Linked DNA regions of Cricetulus griseus: region 2 is linked to region 1. A link is a contact called in public Hi-C data. All regions are on one chromosome and are shown on one strand. The core of a region is the stretch at or near the end of the contact, and the rest is flanking DNA. Distances in the headings are between cores, read along the strand shown.

Region 1 (2,950 bases), core at 267-2,766:
AAGTGATGGATTTTTCAACTATTAGAATATTGAAAACATTGGGCTTTGTTAAAAAAAAGACACTAAAATTCTTATGTGGGAGGGATAATAAAATACCTGACAGAAGTGACTTAAGGGAGGAAGGATTCACTTTGGCTCACTGTTCAAGGGGACACAGGTCAGTGCAGCAGGAGAGACATGGTAGAGGGAATCTGGGACTTTGCTTGTTAAATCTTCATGGATCCAGAAGCAAAGAGAGCTCCAGCAAAAGCTGGCACAGACAAAACCTCCACCCCATCAGTATTTCCAATGGCCCACTTCCTCCAGTTAGGTGCCAACTCCTGAAGTTTCTACAACCTCCCCAAGTAGAGCCCTGACCAAGGACCACGTATTCAAATGCATGAAACTGCAGGGAGCACTTTACACTCAAATCATACCACCTTTCCTTATAAAGTAATGGTAATGATAACTAGCATGCATTGTGTACTTAACATCCTCACCTAACAGTCTCACACCAGACTGCAGATACAGAGGATTTGCATAACTGGTCCAGACACAAATGCCTGGGAATCTGGCCAAGCTGACACTGAGTTGCAGCTTCCTTGACCTAATGCTGTAAGGCCTCTTCATCTTACTCCAGAGATAATTGCTCATCTATGTTCTTTGCTGCTCTATTCACAATAGTCAGGAAGTGGAAGCATCCAGCTCCATTGACTAAAGAATGGATAATGAAAATGTGGTCCATTTATACAATGGAATATTATTCAGCTGTTAAAAGATAAATTATGAAATTTGCCAGTAAATGGATGGAGCAGGGAACACCCATCCTGAATGAGGTAACCCAGACCTAGAGATAAACATTGCATGTTTTCCTTATACATGGGTGTTAGCTTTTGTGCTTTAGATATGTGTGTTTTATTTAAAATAGCCATAGACCATAGGGAGTTAATAAGGGATGGGTGGGAGAGGGGAATCTTCTAAGGAAGGGGAAATAGAGTACAGTGTTGTAAAAAGATAAAGGGGAAACTAGGAGCATTAAATAGGCAGGGGGATGGAAGAGCAGGTAGAGGAGGGGATATATGGAGTAATATTTAACATTAAAGGATCTTTGAGAAGTCAAATGGAAACCTACTGCTATAGAAGCTTCCTGTAATATAATTAAAGGAATCTAAATGGAGTCACCACATAATAGGGAGACAATGTCCCAAATAGACAAGTCTGTGAAGGTTTTCTATAACGAAAAAAAGCTCATAGGTTTCCCCCAAGTTCCTGCAAATAGAAATCACCTTACCCTCTCTACCACTTGGTCCCCAGATGTCTAATACACTGTCAGGTACAGAAGGTCTCTTTGTAAAGATATAGACTTGTTCTGTAGCAGTAATAATTGCTGATACTTCAAAAAAACCTATTATTGATATTCCTTCCATTTAAAAAATATTTATTTGGTTTTATCTTAATGATTGTCTGTGCGCCATATTAGTGCAAAAGCCCTCAGGGGTCAGGAGAGGATCCACTGGAACTGTAGTTATATATGAGTCACAATGTTGATACTGGACTAGCCCAGAGAGCTTCCTGTCTCCACCCCCTGTCCTGTCATTGCTGGAATCACAAGCGTGAGAAACTGAGGTTAATCCCCAGAACCCATGTGCAAAAGGCAAGTGGTAGTCTCAGTGCTGGGGAATTAGAGACAGGGACACACTGGACAGCCAGCCTAGACTATTTGGCAAGTTCCAGGCCAGTGAGAGACCCTACATCAAAAACCAAGGTAGATCAAGAGAGATGACTCATGGATAAAGTGTTTGCATAAAAGCATGAGGACCACAAGCAGTTGCCTGTAATTCTAGCATTCCAGAGGCAAGGGCATGGAATCTCTGGGACAAGCTAATTAGCTAGACTAACTGACTCTGCAAGCTTCGGGTTCAGTAAGAGACCCTGTCTCAATAATGAAGTAGAGAGTGAGCGAGGAAGACATCCAACATCAACTTTGGGCTTCTACATGCATATGCATACATTGGAACATGGACCTATACACACGTATACGCTTATACACATGCAAAATTTCACACACACACATAAGTTCATACATTTTGACATTGCATGATATTATCATACACAAAGACTGAAAGGAAAGCAATGAATGATACCCCAAACCCAATTAAGTGGCCATCTGCCTTTATCTTGTTGCCACTTTGAGAGATGACTTTTAAGATCCCTTCCCTGGGGGTTGAATGGGTTTTTTCCCCTGTGTGGCTAATCCTTTCACATTTCTTGAAGTCAACACAATTACAATCTGCCTTTCAGTAGATCTTCCATAATGTAGTCTGTTTTATGTGACCCAGCCACAGTCAGAGCCATCCATTGGTTAAGTATGGCCTGCATGTTCTTCAACCAAGACTTGTTTTCATTGTTACTGATTGTGTGTATGTGTCTGTTGCAGAAGTGTGTATGTGTGTGTGCATATGTGTTTGTGTATGTGTATACATGTGTGTATACATGCGTGTGCATGTGGAGGCCAGAGACCAGTTAACTTCGGATGTCATTCTTCCGGCAAGGACCACCTTGCTTTTTGAGACAGGGTATCTCAGTGGAGCCTGGGGCTCACCAATTAGTTCAAGCTGGCTGTCCAGAGAACTCTAGAAAGCCACCTACTTCTATCTTCCCAGTGCTGGGAGGATAAACATGTGCCACTGTGCTTATTTCTTTACAAGGATACTGGGGGTCAAACTCAGGTCTTCATGATTGTGCACCCTAAATAATCTTGTCCCTCTCATAGTAGGCCTTCCGATGTTCCGTCCTAACCTCTGGAGCTGAGTTTAAATCTGAAGCACAGCAACATTCCAGGGAAGGCCATGAGTGGCAAGTCTTTTGTTTCGGGATATGTAAGGTGAAAGGGTAAACTAAACACAGAAGTTCTCCTTGCAAGTGACTCACCCTGGCTGCTTACCCTTCCAGAAGCAAGCTCTTATCAGTG
Region 2 (2,950 bases), core at 316-2,815, 440 kb after region 1:
TGTAGGACCATTGGGTTACAGATGTGCAGCTCTCTGTAGGACCACTGGTTTACAGATGTGCAGCCCCATCACTCAGCTTTATGTGGGCTTTCAGGATGTAAACTGAGGTCCTCACTGTTAGGGGCAATTGCTTTACCCAATGAGTCATCTCCCCAGCCCCAAAGCTGAGGTTCTCAAGGATTTAGGGTGCATTGATTTAGCCACTAAAATGACAATACTAAAATAATCATTACAGCTAACGCTGATTCATGTCCCCAGCTCCTAGAATTTTTTTTCTTATTTATTCATCACAGTAAAGCCACCATTATTAATCCCAAACCAAAGCTCATGGAAGTTAGTCTTTTGCTCCAGTGTGTAGTTAGGAAGCACTCAGGGGTGGATTCCAGGTACCACAGTAGAAGAGGTAAGTTTTGTGAAGCTGTGAGTTCCTGCGGCTCAGAGTCCACTGAGTAGGAAGACTGTACTTGAGTAAGGTGAGGAAGTTGTTTTCCACCTCCTCCTGCCTCAGCTGCACCGCAAGGCCAGGGCAAAGCACACCGGTGAGAGCTCAAGAGTAAATGCCACCTTAAATCAGACGCCCAGACACCTCCCCCTCCCCCCACGCCCCGGCACCTCCCTAGCTCATGCTGGGTCAGGTCATGCTGTTGGCCCAAAGACAAGTTCCTGCCCTTTCTATGCACAAGCAGCACGCACCTAAGAAAGCAAACAAGTGGGGCAGTGAGATTTGGAAAAACACACACACACACACACACACACACACACACACACACACACACACACACACACACACACGAGGCCAGTTAAAAATTGGGAAAGAGTTCTAAGTACCAATTTTTTAGAATTTTTTTTCCGGGGGAGGGGGCGGCTGTGGAATCAACCAACGCTTAGGACAAAACGATTCAGTACCGTAGAGGAAGCGTCCTGTAGATCTGGGATTCAAGGTGAATGAAAAGGGAGGCATGACCTCTCCTAGATAGAAACGGTTGAGGAGATGGGTTTACTGTAGATATGAGGGAAGAGAGCAGCCAGAGGCATCTGGAAGGGTCCAAACTGAACTGGGGTTGGGGGGGGGAGAGGCAGGAGAAAGCGGGCCAAGAGAGGAACCAGTAGCCAAGACAGAAACCAGGACCAAGAGGTCATGTAGCCAACCAAAATGGTTTAGTTATATAGCTATCAGAGTCTGGGAGAAAGGAGGCCGGCCTCTGGGCTGGAGAGGCTTGGGGTAGGGGCGGGATGGGAGGAGCCACAGGTATTGAGTGAAGGCTGGGAGAGCTAGCCAGCATCTGTTTTGATGTGTTAATAAGCACCTCAGCCAAGTGTCCTGGGTTTCTTTGAGACCTAGCACCAGAAAAACCTAATTGCCAAAGCCTCTGTCTAGGGGTAGCTGGGACAGTACCACACAGGAGGGAGATGTCTGCAGCGAAGAGGCACACCGATGGTGTCCTGCCTTTCCCATCCACGGAGAAGGCGGCTGGCTCAATGTGAGCCCTTCATCTGAACAGAATCTTTTAGGCTAGGCCAAGTTTCTTCTGTTATTTCGGCTGTGGCTAGACTTCCCGAGCTTACAATATTGGTTAAGAAGGACACCTAGAGGCCTTCCTGCTTTACTGCAGGCATGATTTCCTAGCTGCCCTGGCCTGAATTCAGACTTTTCAATATTCTATGAACAAGGTGCTACAGGCTACAGGTGGAAGGAAACAAAACTAAACAAAAAACCCAGTTTCTACTTTCTAATTCCCAACACTTGTGATCATTGGCTTTGTTCTTGGAGAAGTTGTTTCTGTGTTTAAAATCATCGCATTTATAAGGGAGAAGAATTGGTAACAGAAAATTATAAGGGTTCAATAATGTTTAAGACCTTGGAAATAGCAATTGCCAGTTCCTGGGACAAAGTAAGGCAGATTTTGTTTTTGATTCTAATGGGACTCTTCAAAGAAGAGAGTTGATAACATTTAGCAGCGTTAAATTTAAATATCAGTAAGATAAAAATTAAATATTAACATTTAATAGTCACCTAATGCCAAGGCAAAGATTGATGTAATGTAAGGTATTTTCTCAGATAAAAAAAAAATCAAACAAGCCTAACTGGCAAGATTTTTTTTTAGCACACTCTTTAATAAAATCAAAATTTATATATACACACATACACACAGATTCTATGATTTTAAAAAAAGATTTTAAATAAAGACAGGATTGATATGACTGATGTGACTGGTTTTGCCTTTGTCTCAGACACCAAAAGGTGCGGCCCTACCTGGGGCTGGGCCAACACTTAACAAGAGGGCTGAGTGTCTTCTGTGCCCATTTTAGATACAAGAATGAGAACCCAGGATAAGTGTTCAGACACACCAACAAAAACAAGGTCACATAGTCAATGCAGTTTTGGAAGTCACCCACAATGGAGAAGCCTGATACAAGGCCTTTTAAAAATGGTATATGAAGGAGGGCCACAGTACTAGGGGAACGCAGAGCCTCACACATGTGGGCTAGCTCTGCAGCACTGAGACCCATGCCAATGGTCATGTTTTTAACTCTTTTTGCCCATTCATATATGGTGGGGGGGCACAGAGAAAGATAAAAAAGAGAGGGAGACAGAGTCTTACATGGCCCAAGCTGGCCTTTCATTTAATATGTAGTAGAGAATGACCTCAAATTTGTAATCTCCCTGCCTCTGCCTCCTACCTGAGTGCTGGGATTATGAGTGTATACCACCAGTTTTGACTTACTTGATTCTGCTAGAGCCAGAACCCAGGGCTTTGTGCATGCTGGGCAGGCACTCCACCAACTGAGCTCCAGCCATGACCTCATATTATTACTGGTTGGCAAAGCGATTTGGGCTCAGTGTTTTCTACCCTTGGTTGTAATTTTACTGGCCATGTGTTAGAGTTTACTGGTACCCGTTGAATAAGTAAAAACAAAGAATACCCGGTTAAATTTGAATTTGAAACAA

What was found. A called contact is a pair of places that touch in the nucleus more often than the background predicts.
Region 2: a contact with region 1 is called in a Hi-C map of liver, with 2.8 times the contacts expected there. The contact joins two enhancer-like sites. A contact is called at or near these places in 2 of 8 Hi-C or Micro-C datasets (the CHO-K1 cell line and liver).

The regions. Positions count from the first base shown.
Region 1 is chr8:46,190,560-46,193,509 of CriGri-PICRH-1.0, forward strand. No RefSeq gene overlaps it. Among named protein-coding and RNA genes, the nearest start is that of Mitf, 68 kb to the left of the region's middle. Within about 2 kb of position 1,517, at least 1 of the 6 cell types and tissues checked has open chromatin away from gene starts, as enhancers often do.
Region 2 is chr8:46,634,211-46,637,160 of CriGri-PICRH-1.0, forward strand. No RefSeq gene overlaps it. Among named protein-coding and RNA genes, the nearest start is that of Lmod3, 35 kb to the right of the region's middle. Within about 2 kb of position 1,566, at least 2 of the 6 cell types and tissues checked have open chromatin away from gene starts, as enhancers often do.